Regions from separate parts of the Sus scrofa genome. Here region 2 is linked to region 1. The links are chromatin contacts, called in public Hi-C maps. All regions are on one chromosome and are shown on one strand. The core of a region is the stretch at or near the end of the contact, and the rest is flanking DNA. Distances in the headings are between cores, read along the strand shown. Region 1 overlaps LOC110260189 (a long non-coding RNA gene). Region 2 has its middle 18 kb from the start of HDDC2.

The links. Hi-C and Micro-C count contacts between places; a contact is called where the count stands out from the background.
Region 2: a contact with region 1 is called in a Hi-C map of heart right ventricle, with 5 times the contacts expected there. The contact joins two enhancer-like sites. A contact is called at or near these places in 4 of 47 Hi-C or Micro-C datasets (embryonic fibroblasts, epiblast stem cells, fetal heart ventricle and 1 more).

The regions. Positions count from the first base shown.
Region 1 is chr1:37,366,684-37,373,524 of Sscrofa11.1, reverse strand. The region is part of intron 3 of LOC110260189 (a long non-coding RNA gene); the gene reads right to left. Among named protein-coding and RNA genes, the nearest start is that of HEY2, 140 kb to the right of the region's middle. Within about 2 kb of position 2,049, at least 6 of the 83 cell types and tissues checked have an H3K27ac peak or open chromatin away from gene starts, as enhancers often do.
Region 2 is chr1:37,619,174-37,626,335 of Sscrofa11.1, reverse strand. No RefSeq gene overlaps it. Among named protein-coding and RNA genes, the nearest start is that of HDDC2, 18 kb to the left of the region's middle. Within about 2 kb of position 2,390, at least 12 of the 83 cell types and tissues checked have an H3K27ac peak or open chromatin away from gene starts, as enhancers often do.

The DNA.
Region 1 (6,841 bases), core at 800-3,299:
TCGGCTTCTCCACTCATCAGTCTCTCAGTAAACTTTGCTGATCATCTTGCTTGTGTCAGACACCCTGCTAGACCCTGGGGCTTTCAAAGGCAAGCCTGTCCTTGCAAGAGCTACACATGTATTCCCTGCCCACTGAAAGCTGACAGCTCAGGGTCCTCTCACTACTGGCACTGTGCCCTTGTGAAACAACAAATGATGTCAATGGCAAATAAGCAGAGCTGCAGAGGTCAACAGATTGCAAAGTCACAGATGACTTTGGGGAACCCAGTTTCATCCCCAAGGCATCTATCAATAAATTTTGCTGACGGCCCTCTTGTTTTGATTTGTGGACTGTAGTTCTGTTAGTTTTCCTATTGACCTTTGGATGGCATTTTGGAATTCAGAGGAGACAAAGAAAACTTATACTGATCTATGTCTGTCAATGAACTCTGTTTAGTTAATAAAAGAGCATCTGCCAGCTAGCACAGAGCCCCACCCTGCAGAGAACTGCAGAGAAACATCCTGGAGAGATGGAGGAGGGTGATGAGAGGTCAACATTAAAAGAGGTCAACTAACCAGAAAAATTCTTTTTTTTTTTTTTTGTCATTTTGCCTTTTCTAGGGCCACTCCCTTGGCATATGGAAGTTCCCAGGCTAGGGGTCTGATCGGAGCTGAAGCCGCCGGCCTATGCCAGAGCCACAGCAATGCAGGATCCGAGCTGTGTCTGTGACCTACATACACCACAGCTCACAGCAACGCCAGATCCTTAACCCTCTGAGCAAGGCCAGGGACTGAACCCGCAACCTCATCGTTCCTAGTCGGATTCTTTAACCACTGTGCCACGACAGGAACTCCCTTCTTTTTTTTTTTTTAAGGGTTCTATATTTAAGCTTCTGAAAACTTCAATGCTAACATACCAAAAAAAAAAAAAAAAAAAAAAAAATGCACATGGAGGCAAAGCAGAGAGGAGGTAAAGGGCTCCCCAAGCCTGAGTCACAAGTACTTCTTGCTTTTTCTTAAAAACGTTTCCTCAGCTTAAAATCATTCCTCTTTGCAACATCGAAGATCAAATGTATGACCATTTATATAAACTCTAGTACTGCAAGTATCACAGTGAAGAATTACCTCACAACGTTCTGCATGTTGAATATTTTACTGATGCTTTTAGGTCTTAATGTGAGAAGGTAGTAATCCATTTCTGGCAACTTCGCCTTTGTGATATTTACTTTTATCAGCTGATAGAAAGAGAAAGCTTCCTTTCTTACTTTTGCTAGCTTTTCCATGTCTCTTTAACAACTGCATTTTACTATCATACCTTAAAGGAAACGTTTTCAGGCTACCGAGACCTATGGCAATGAGGTCATCTGAAGTTTTAGGACCTAAAGTAGGAATCGTACTCTGAATAGAATGAGCCTAGCTCATACCAGACGAGCTGAGAGCTTATCTTACCAGGACATAGGCTCCCCGTGGGTGGAGGAGATGGCGATTGCTGCCTTTCTTTCCTTCTCCGTTAGAGTTAAGCAGATGTGGTCAATCACCACGTCAGAGAGCGTGTGGAAATGTATTTGAGTTCATGTGTGGTTTCCAAGTCTAAATCGGCCAGGCCATCATTTCTCTGGGAGCCTAATGTAGGCAGTAAATTTTGCACTCACCCACTAAATGGGTACACTTGCCCCTTAATCTGTCTTCCTGCAGGAGGGTGGCCCTGGCATCATCCAGCCTAAACTTGGGGCCAGCCTTTCCCTGGAGTCCTGTCCCATGAGTTACAGCCTGCAGTACGGGGGCTGAATAGAAATCAGCCTCCAGAAACTCAACTGGAAGGGCTGACCGGAATTCAACCCAATGTGGAGAATGGCAGGAAAGCTTCTATTATTCTACTTCTTTCTATCTGCTGTGAGGCAGCACGGCGCCTGGAGTCTGACTGAGCTTAACTCATTTCCCTGGATTTCCGAGTCACAGCCACAATGCCTACTAAAGCCAAATATCTCACTCCTGAGGCTCACTACACTTCCTGATATAGGATGCACTTGCCTGTCTCCTGGTGACCTTCAACACTAATAAAGGAGTCATAATATGACCTAGACAAGACTTGGAAGCCAACCAAAATGCAAATGATTGACGGGAGTGCTTTCTGTTATCTACTGTTTGTCCTGACATTTTGGTGTGGTTCTTTTTATTATGGTTGTGGGAGTAGGAAGCTTAAAAATACATTACAGGCCTTGCTCTCAGCACTGGGGAAGGTTAATCCTAAAGCAGGGCAAAAGAAACTTTGTTATAGACTGGAAACCCACAGGCCCCACCTACAATTTTTGTTCTCTCTTCCCCTGGCTTGCTGGAAGGATGGCAATGGCACTTTGGAAACAATTTTTAATGAGAAATCTCTCCAGTTCTGGGTACAGGGTTAAAGGAGCAAATTCTCGAGCTGACTTTTTGTGTTGCTGATTATCTCTCATTATCTCGGCTTGCTCTTTCTCAAATGTTATTCAAGTGATTAGCATTTCTGCAGAAAGATCATGAATTTGCTGTCCCATCCTTTCTTTTTTAAATCTTTTTTTTTTTCTTCCAAAATAAGATAGATGTTTGGTCTGATGCATAATGCAGATCCAAAAATATCTACTTGAATGACAAATCAGAACTGGGGAAATTATTGGAGTCATCTCTTAGGTTTGCTAGTTTTCATGTTTTCAGTGTCTTTAAGTTCAAATACTTTTTTTTTTTTTTTGAGGCAGGCTTTTTGTATTTCTACTATTCCTGTCCCTTCTACTTAATACATTTAGATTCAGAAGGTCAGTTTATATCCAGCTGGACAGAGAGGCAGGCTGCCCAAATGTTAGTTGCCCTTTTGTATTGGGAAAGTATCCACTCAGTTGCTAATGTGCAAGGAGTTCTTGGGAAACCCACCCTGGAAGTTCATTCTGCCATCCTCAGAGACCAATGGCCTCAGGTGATCTATCAAGCCATGACTAGGAATGCTCATAGTTCCTATATGAGCAAAAACAAATGAACTCGGATTCCTCCATGCTATGCACCAGACTGGACGGGCGCATTAGTCTCCATGATAACAGCCCCCAGCAGGTGAGAGTATGCTATGAGCATTATTTCTAAAACATTCCTTTTAATACTTGTATTTCTGTGTTGAGGAACCCCTCTATTTCTTTTTAATCTGTTTATTAGATTTAGATTTAACTAATACTTTTGAGTTCCTACTATGTGCTGGGCATTGTGTTAGATTCCTTCTTAAATGATAACAACAACAACAAAAATACCCAATATTTATTATGAGCTTACTGAATGCAAGGCAATCCTGAAATACTTTACATGAATTAACTCATTTAATTCTTGCAGCAATCCTATCAGAAGCTTTATTTCATTAGCCAAGAATAACATCACAGATTTATATGGTGATTCTTATGACACAGATGATAATTCTAAGATACAGAGAATTTTAAACACCTTGCCCAAGGCCAAGGGCCAGGAACCAAGATTCACTCTTAGACCCTTACATACATACAGCATCCTCCATCCATCTTGGCTGTATTGCATAAAACTAATTTTTTTTTTTTTTTGTCTTTTTGCCATTTTCTTGGGCCGCTCTCGCGGCATGTGGAGGTTCCCAGGCTAGGGGTCGAATCGGAGCTGTAGCCACCGGCCTACGCCAGAGCCACAGCCACGCGGGATCCGAGCCGCGTCTGCAACCTACACCACAGCTCACGGCAACGCCGGATCGTTAACCCACTGAGCAAGGGCAGGGATCGAACCCGCAACCTCATGGTTCCTAGTCGGGTTCGTTAACCACTGCACCACAACGGGAACTCCCGCATAAAACTAATTTTAATTCTATTGGATACTTGCTTCATCAAACTAATTCTTAGAGCTGAGCTGTTTCTCAACATGTCATAAAGATTTTTTGGAAAGTAAATTTCTGAATTATTCTTCTACTGGTCTGTTGTAGATCAGTACTAACACATAGAGAAGTTAACCCGACAGAGTATCTGAACATAACATACCTGTAGAAGAGCAGACCCAACAATCAAACAGATACCGTAGTATAAACATACTTTAACTACAAGGTTGCAAATTCCACATTCTACACAAATAACTAATACACAACCATAGTTAGTACCTCTGGAACTAACTTTAATTCATTTTCTGTGTTTGGTTACTCACACTTTGGTTATGGAAATATTGTAACACATTAGTGATCTTCTATTGAATAGAAATTCTCCATGAAATAATCTGGACCAAAAAGCTAAATGAGTTCTTTAAAATTATTTAAATACGTTCATGTTCAAAGGGCTTTTCCTTTCATTTTCCTTTAAATTCATGCCCATTCCTTAATCCTTTCTTCCAAAGATTTATTTTCCATCCTTTAAATCACCTTTGAAGACCCTCCAAGTTTTATTTCTCTCAAGTTGTGAAGCCCAGAAATAGTCGCAATGTGCCCACACTAAGACATGAAGACTATTTAAAGACTCTTACCTTCCCTTCTTATATTCTAAATTCCACATACTGCACGCAAAAAAAGCACATACTCTAACACATTGCCTTTTTAGCACAGAAGATAATCTCAAGATTTTTATTTATGTATTTATTTTTTTGCATACCCAGATTATAATTTAGAAATGCATGGTCTGTTTTTCTTGAATTGACCACTTTGTCTCTCCCTCTTAATCTCAGACCTGGGTGGGCTTTGTTTTTGCCTGTCCCTCACTTTGGAGGCATCTGCATCCTTTGCATTTGCTCTGTTCCCCTGCCCGAAGCTTTGAACATGATTCCAGGATCACAACCTGTAGAATAAAATATTTCCCTAGGATACCACAGTGACCTGAAAATAATGCTGGAGCCCAGTCCCCAAGTGTAGCTGGTGCAAAATTTCATATAAAAATATCATCTATAAAGTGCTAGGCCAGTTGTTTTTTAAATCAAGCTCCTGACATAAATTTGATGTCATTTGCAGATGAGAAAACTGAGCTGGATGAAATTAATTGCTTCAGTGACGGAACCAGCCTTGCCTCAATGCTGCTCTATCTAGAGGGAGGAAAGCAGAGATTCCATAAACACACAAGATTCCCACAACTTGAAAGTGTGGAGCCAGAGCCTAGGGCCCTGGGTTTTAAGCAGGGCTGCTGTCCACTGCAGCATCAGGGATGCTCACCCTTGAATCTCCCAGAGCTGTCTTCTTCCAAGAGGCCGATTCAGACCCAGAGTCTACAGTCTTGTTTATTTTTTCTTTTTAAAAAATACGCATCAGAAAGAAAGCCCTAAGGTCTCTTGTAAAAATGTCACTGAATGTTTTCTAATGATTCCTCAGCAGCTATTTTTCCCTGAAAGCGATTTTTTCCACTAGCATTTTACCAGATATTAATGGAATGCTAAACTAGGTTTTTAGCTATTCTTACATGCATTGATAACTAGTAAACTGACTTCCACTTTCAACTTTATAAATCTATATATTTCTGGTCTTGGTTATATGAATTATAGTGATAAGGGACTATCAAACCATGATAAAGTACAATTTTTTTTTCAATTTTGGCATAAAGGTTACTCCAAGGATGGAAATTCTTACAAATAAAAAAATTTTTTTAGGACCCCACCTGCAGCATATGCAGGTTCCCAGGCTAGGGGTCCAATCAGAGTTGTAGCTGCCAGCCTACACCACAGCCACAGCAATGCTGGATCCAAGTTGTGTTTACAACCTACACCACAGCTCACGGCAACACCAGATTCTTAACCCACTGACTGAGGCCAGGGATCAAGCCTGCGTCCTCATGGATGCTAGTCAGATTTGTTTCTGCTGAGCCATGACGGGAACTCCTCTTATGAGTTTTTAACCATTTATACCTAATGAAATAAAAATATCCTTTTTGATTTTCAAATTAAGCCAAAACTGGATCTGCCATTTCTAGTTTTTGCACATGCTAGATTTTTTTTTGTATCTGTTTCAGACGTGGTTCATGAAAAGGGTCAAGTTTTTTTCAAGCCGAGAGGGGATATGATTACATTTATTTCCTCCAAAGCTTATTAGTCCGGGGAATAAGAATTTAATATTTTCCCAGAAAAATCTAAGATGTTTGACCTAAAAGAAGTTTTAGAGATTACTGATATCAGTATTGCTCAGAGGAGCCAAAGGAGTTCCTCAGACATATCTGAAGAGAGGGGCAAGGAAAAAAGTCAGTGCAGACTGAGATGGGGGAAGGTGGAGAGATGGCTAGTGGAGCCCCCAGATGCTCAACCAGAGGAGCTCCACCTCTTTTTTTTTTAGGGCCTCACCTGTGGCTTGGAAGTTCCCAGGCTAGAGGTCAAATTAGAGCTTCAGCTGCCAGCCTGCACCACAGCCACAGCAGTGTGGGATCCAAGCCTCATTTGTGACCTATGCTGCAGCTCATGGCAACGCTGGATCCTTAACCCACTGAGCGAGGCCAGGGATCAAACCCACATCCTCATGAATACTAGTCAAGTTCATAAGCTGCTGAGCCACAATGACAACTCCTGAGAAGCTCCACTTTTGACCTGTTTTACATACTGGACTTTTGTGTAAGGTTTCATTTGAGAAGGTGTCATGTGATACTGGGAATGTTAATAATATTGCTAACAATTAAAAAAAAAAAAAAAAAAACCTTGAAATCTAATAGTCAAAGGCCTAACTTTTATAGGTGAGGAAAATGAAGTTCAGAGAGAATAAATGATTTGCTCAAAGCAATGCAGCTGGTAAAAAGATGGATGACTTAATTCCTAAAAATTAAAAGGCTATGTTCAACTTAATCAACATGTATCAAAAGCCTCCTCAGTGTAAGGTACTATGCTAGGCCTCTAAGGAGTAAGAAAACAGCATACAGCCTTGGTATAGAAACCTAACATAAAA
Region 2 (7,162 bases), core at 1,141-3,640, 250 kb before region 1:
CTAAGCCACAACTGGGTTAACATGTATCAGCATTCAAATGGTGCTCTAGAGAAGAACGTGTCCTTGGAGACCTTCAGAGGTACAGGTATTATTCTTAGTAAACAAACAAACAAACAAAAAAACCCCGAAGTATTATGAATAGAAATTAAAAATTTAGGATTTAATAAACTGGTTCGAATTTAACACAGAACTCCCAGAAAGCCCGGCACAAGGATTTGGCCCTGGGCTTAAACTGATGGGGGTACAGGATGCATCTTTTTATATCCTTTGAATAATGAATCTCTTCATGGTCGTGAAGTAGAAAGTGTTGGAATTTTTCCTTGGCCTGGAGCTAAGTGGGTTGCCACTCTTTTAGCCTTAAACTGGGTCAACTCCCCAGCTTGTGTAACAGCACCCCCAGTTTATATTTGAACTTCTCCAAAAATGGAGTGCTCACTGTCTCATCCAACTTGGAGTGTCCTTCTTATTAGATCATTCCACTTTCATTAATGTGAAATCTGCTTCCCTGAAGTTTTCTTGTTTTGTTTTGCTTTTGTCTTTTTAGGGCCACACCCATGGCATATGGAAGTTCCCAGGCTAGCGGTTGAATCAGAGTTGCACCTGCTGGCCTATACCACAGCTCACAGCAATGCTGGATCCTTAACCCATTGAGCAAGGCCAGGGAACAAACCCGCATCCTCATGGATACTGGTCAGGTTCTTAACCCACTGAGCCACAACGGGAACTCCAAGGTTTTTTTTTTTAATACATCAACAAAACAATACTTCAAAAAGCATTTTTGAGCTTCTGCCACATGTCAGGCCCTGTTTGGGCTTTAGGAGTAAAAAGATGAAGAGATTACATATAGTTCAACTGATTTGGTGAAATTTATAGTTCAATCTGATACATCTCAGTTTTTTTCATACTAGCACTCCTAAGAAACGGGCCAAACTCTCAGTAGAAGCTTTCTTTGCAGGCACATTGGCATCTCAGCAGAGATGTAATTTGAAGTCCCTAAGGGATTCTACTCACCATCACACCCCCACGTAAGAATCACTCCTGGGTGGCTCTTATGTCTATAGAAGTCCAATCTATGTCAACAGGATGGCAAGTTATATATCTGAAGGCAACTATCACCACCCTTCTCTCTACCCCAATCAATTCTTCTTTAGGCTAGACACGCCACAGAATTCATACTGTATTATTATCAGTTATAATTATTATCATTATTATCTTTTTGAAGTAAAGATTGTATCCAAAAAAAAAAAAAAAAAGAGGTTGGTAGTAGCTGTGAATGCAACTGTCTCTGTGGTAAGCGGAACTGAACCCGTCAGGCCAAACGCATTAGCTGAACGTTGTGAGCTGCATTGTGGATAAGGCTTTTCTAATAAAACATAGTCCCTCTCCCGGCCCAGAGGGAGAAGGACATGGAGTAGGGAATGGAGAGATGAATAATGCACTTATTCCCCCATCCTCTTGTCTTCCTTGGTTCTAAAGCACAACAGATTGTCCCTTGATGAGGATTAGAAAGGAGAAAGAGAAAGTATATTCTGCACTGATTGGCAAAACCTAAAATTTAAAGAGAGGGGAAAAGAAGAAAAAACAAGCTAAGATAAAAATCATTCCTGCTTATATATCTGGAATGTTTATAATGTAAAGAGACAGCTGCATTAAAGGATTTAGCCCCACTGCCTGATTAACATCATTTGATCTTTTGCTATTGAAAAGACCCTGTGTATTTTCAAAGGCAATGAACTTCTTAAATAGAACCAGGAGTCTGGGTTAGCAGAAAGCTGTTAGGAAACCACTCATTTTTTGTTCAGTAATCGTTTTGTCCTACCTGCTTCATAATCTTCCGTTTCCATCTCTCTATCATTGGGGGATGCATCTAAATCTGAAAATTGGGGCTCTGAGACATGTGACTTGTCAAAAGCTAACATAAAAATTATTATGACCTAAATTGGTCAGATTGGATTTTCCCTGTGAGTATCATCATAGTGGAGCTTCTTTTTGTTTTTTTCTGAGTTCATTTTTTTAATCCTTTACTCTCCATCCCCCCAAATCCCCATGCAATTTCAGTGGGAGAGATTAGCACATCATTACACCATAGCATTTTCAGGATTTACTTTCTATCTTGCTTATCTGCTTTCTTTTTGCAAGTTTCCAGCGAGATTGGTACTGCCACTGAATTAGATCACCAGGGAGCCAACATTTTCCGTTCGCCGACTTGGTGCAGTGCTGATGGGAGGAAGAGGAACATCCCATGTCCACACTGTCAGCCCAGGGTGGCCAGGCCATAGAGTGGGGAGGGCCTCTGGTCTTTTGGGAGGACCCGGCAGTCGTCATAACTAGTTCAGTCTCTGTGGCCCATTCAGCTCTTGGTATCGCTGCCAAGCCGGCCAACAAAGGAGCATTGTAATCCTGACAGTTTCCCAGCATTGACTGGACAGACACAGACCACCAACCAGCTCCTTTGGCTTCTAACAGTTCACAAGTGAGACCATGAATAGAGAAAAGTCAGTGGCAAAAATCCCACATCCTGCTGAAGTTGGTGTGGTGATGCTTTTCTAGCCAGTGAGTCTCCCTTCAAGCTGGTCATCCTCATACCTGTTTACTTTTGCTTTTTTGTTTGTTTCCAAATGCAGTTAGCTTGAATGGTAAGGCATAATCCTCATCAACGCCACCAAGAAATAAGGCTTGAGTTTTGAAAAATAATCATACGGCATGCAGTACTTGGGAGAATGGAAAGTATAATAAAAATGAAAGTTCATGATAAGCTTCTAAGAAGCAATAATTCCAGCTAGTGCTAGAGGTCACTGTGATTCTTAAGTTGAATTTGGGGGTAATAGACAAGGGAGTTCAGGAAGAAAATGGAATTGTTTTAACTCATTGTGGTATTATTTATTGATTGATTGATTTTGCTTTTTAGGGCTGCACCCATGGCATATGGAGGTTCCCAGGCTAGGAATCAGAGCTACAGTTGCCAGCCTACACTACAGCAAGACCAGATCCAAGCCACATCTGCAACCTATGTCACAGCTCATGGCAAGGCTGGATCTTTGACCCACTGAGCAAGACCAAGGATAGAACTGCAACCTCATGGTTCCAGGTCGGATTAGTTTCCCCTGAGCCACAACAGGAACTCCTCCTTTCGGTTTTTAGGCATGCACCCCAAAGCCTGCCTTTTCTATAGACCAGGCCAAGGACACCTACAACTCTGATTTTAAGAATAACAATAAAGGAGTTCCGGTTGTGGCGCATCAGAAACAAATCCGACTAGTATCTATGAGGATGCGGGTTTGATCCCTGGCTTCCCTCAGTGGGTTAAAGATCCAGTGATGCCGTAAACTATGGTGTAGGTCGCAGATGCAGCTTGGATCACTAGCTGCTGTGGCTATGGTGTAAGCTGGCAGCTGTAGCTCCAATTCGAACCCAAGCCTGGGAACTTCCATATGCTGCAAGTGCAGCCCTAAAAAGCAAAAGCAAAAAAAAAAAAAAAAAAAAAAAAAGAGTAACAATAAAATATTTAAGAACAAAGTAAAAATTTCAGATGTTTGGTTTGGTTTGGTTTGGTTTTTGTCTTTTGTCTTTTTAGGGCCTCACCCTCAGCATATGGAGGTTCCCAGCCTAAGGGCTGAATCAGAGCTGTCAGCCTATGCCACAGCCATAGCAATGTGGAATCCAAGCCTCGACTGAGAGATCTACACCACAGCTCACAGCAACCCTGGATCCTTAACCCACTGAGTGAGGCCAGGGATCAAACCCACGTTCTTATGGATGCTAGTCCGGTCTATTAACCACTGAGCCATGATGGGAACTCCATAAATTCAGAGATATTTATTATGACTTTATCACTTATTGAAAGTCAGGAAGTATTTTTGTCAATCAGATAAAATGACCTTTTAAAACATTTTAATAGTAAATTTGGTGTAATTCTGTTTATTGAAATTTCTTCCTTTATAAGTACAAATTACAATAATGGGATGCCACATTTACTTACTAGTCATCAAATATTCAGACAAATGGCAGTGCGTCACGCTGGTAGGAGAGGTGGGATAAGAACCGGGGTATAAACTGAATCCCTTGACCTAGCAGAACTTAAATAATAATTTGACCTTTGACCCAGTTACTCTACTTGTTCAAATGTATTTTGTGTTTAAATATTTGATAGATTCACACATGTTATCATGTTAAAGCCAAAATAAGAAAATACGATATTATTCATCAAAACCAAAATAAAAGCTAAAACAAATAATAGGAAAAAATAAAGCTCCTAAATAACATGAGAATGACAGAGTTAATTAAGTAAATAGTTAACCCTAAATAAATCTATATGAGGGGATACTATATAGCTATTAAAATTATTAATGTATCTAAGGATTCTTAGTGATGTAGGAGAATGCTTGCTTAAACATTAAGTGAAAAGAGAAGCTGTAATTAAGTAACTGTTAATGATTTTGGATTATAAAAGTGTGATAAAATACTAATGGCCATTGTTTGATCAGAGGGGATATGATTGATTTTTCATAGCATAGTTCTACATTTTCAAAATTATTCACCAAGAGTGTATGTTGGTTTTTTGTAATCATAAAAGAAAAAATATATTTTCTAAAAAACTTTTTCTTCTGTTGTATGGACTAATAAAGAATCTAAATCTCCACTTCCCTTACTCTTAGAGTTTTTTTAATGAAACAAATACAAATGAACAACACCTTAACCTGTTACCAGGAGGCCGTCCTGCGACAGTTTTGATGCTGATGAGATTGACTTTCCATTCCTTTATTTTCTTCTTGGTCTACCCCTAAAAGCATCACAAGGTTAGGCCACATAACCCAGCACTGCCGCTGGGCTGCTTAAGATGAATTGTCGTGTGCAGAATGCTGGGTCCTGAACTGTGGTGGAGCCTGTTCCCTGGGAAACATGTCTTTCCTGACAGCTAAGCCGGCATGGCTGCCTCGAGGAGAATCCGAGCAGATGTCACAGGCATGAAAACTGCTGATGACCAGAGCTTTTTGGTGCCTTCAGCCCAACATCTTTTTTGTTTTTGTCCACAGGTAAAATACAAGTCTTTTTCTAATAAACTTCAAAAGGATAGGTCCCCATTCTCATGCAACCACTCCCCCAGGTAGCAATCCTTGAATACCAGTTGTGTCCTGTGAAGCCGTTTGCCCCAGGGTTAAGGGTATAAGCTGCGTTAGGCCTAGGTTGGTAGTACCAGCCTTAGACCAAGGCAGGAGGTGGAAAGGCCGCTGGGGCTCTGCATAGGTTTCACATCTTAGAAATAAATGCCTGTCCTGGAGTTCCTGTTGTGGCACAGCAGAAATGAATCCGATGAGGAACCATGAGGTTGCAGGTTCGATCCCTGGCCTCAGTCAGTGGGTTAGGGATCCGGCATTGCCATGAGCCATGGTGTAGGTCGCAGACGTGGCTCGGATCCAGCGTTGCTGTGGTTCTTGTGCAGGCCAGCGGCTACAGTTCTGATTAGACCCCTAGCCTGGGAACCTCCATATGCCACAGGTGCGGCCCTAAAAGGACAAAAGACCAAAAAAAAAAAAAAAAAAAGAAAGAAAAAAAAGAAATGCCTGTCCTGGCCTCTGGGCATTGGATTGAGGAGGGTGCAGGTCAAGGGCGCCCCTACCCTGCCTCTTAGCCATCATCCGGAACCCTAGAATTTCCTCCTCAATGGCCCAAGCTGATTTCCAATCTGTTCAGTGGTCTCTTTCTGGGTCTGTTTTTCTGAAAGTGCATTGCACCACTGGGGATCACCTGTAGGCTGAAGAGAGGGTCAAGGGACAGGCATTTTTGGGGGTTGTGGAGGGAAGTCAGTTGTACAGACCAGCACAGAGCAATGGAGAACACTGAGAACGTTTAGCACAGGGCCAGGCATGCAATGCAGCCTCTGCAAATGTTATTTGTGACATAGTCCTTTAGTACCTTTTTACATATTTCTCCTTTGACAGAGGAAAAAATAGCCACTAAAATATAAGCTTCTACAAGGAGACACTTTTTAATTTTTGGTGTCCAAAATGGAATTTTTTTTCATTAACTTGGCTATTGTCCTGGCCCAATTTCAATCTTCTGTATTCAAGCTAATTCCATTCCTCCCCCACTTGATAAATTATTCTTCACTTCCCCCATAAAAACCATCATGTTATACTTGTGAAACAAATGAGCTTCTGTGTTCGAGCGAACAAGCAAAAAAAAAAAAAAAAAAAAAGATTGTATTCAATACATAGTGTATTTCTCTGTGTGACTAACTTGAGGGCTGTGTTGGAATTTATGACAATGAGATGTGAGTTTAAGTCCCTGATGCTTCTGAATAATGGTAGGTTTTCTGTCAAATGGAGCAATATCATAAGAGACATTCTACTGATGACTTAATATGAGACAAATTTTGAAAGTATTGTTGGGGTTGAGACTCAGCAGATGGGAGCTATTGCGCTTACCCCTAAATCACTGCATTCCCAAGCAAACCCCTTTACCTCATCACTTTGAATGGCCAGAAGCCTGAGCATTCATGAAATGGCTCCCCCAGTGTTCTGCATTCATCCTGAATAATGGAGAGATGGGCTATGAAGAGAAAACTGTTAAAACTAGAGGGGAAAATACTGAAGGTTGTTAAAAGTCACTCTCCTTTTTCTCTCCCTTTCTCTGAGTTCAGCATCACTGAGGTCTGACATCTCTTTTCCGGTGATCAGTTTAGGGAAGCTGAGTTTCATCTCTTGAGATGACAGAGCATGGTATGGGTGGGAATGACCAGGAAAAAGTGGCAAATTTTCATAAGGAAACAGCAGCTTAGGGTCCAAGGTGTGGCTGGGAGCACAGCCGGCTCCCCTTTGAGGAATATGCCAAGAGATGTCATCCCTAGATATAAACTCTACTTGGTTTCAAATGACTTCAAGTAAGAGACAACTCTTGCCAGGAGGGCTACCCTCCTGCACTGTACCTGTTTGGAAGGGACGTTGTTATTAGGAGTGGTTTGTGCTGCCGCTGTGTGCTGCTGTGCTGTCTTGCCCCTGTGCACCGGCTACGTGGAGAAGGCGGTCAGCAGACTCTCCTGAGCTGGAGACTTACTGAATTATTTTTCCGGTTCAGACTGAGGGAAGCCAGGTCTGTGGCTTTTCCCTTCTGACATTACTTTCTAAACTTTCAGTCTAAAATATTTTCCTCATTCTAAGTCTTT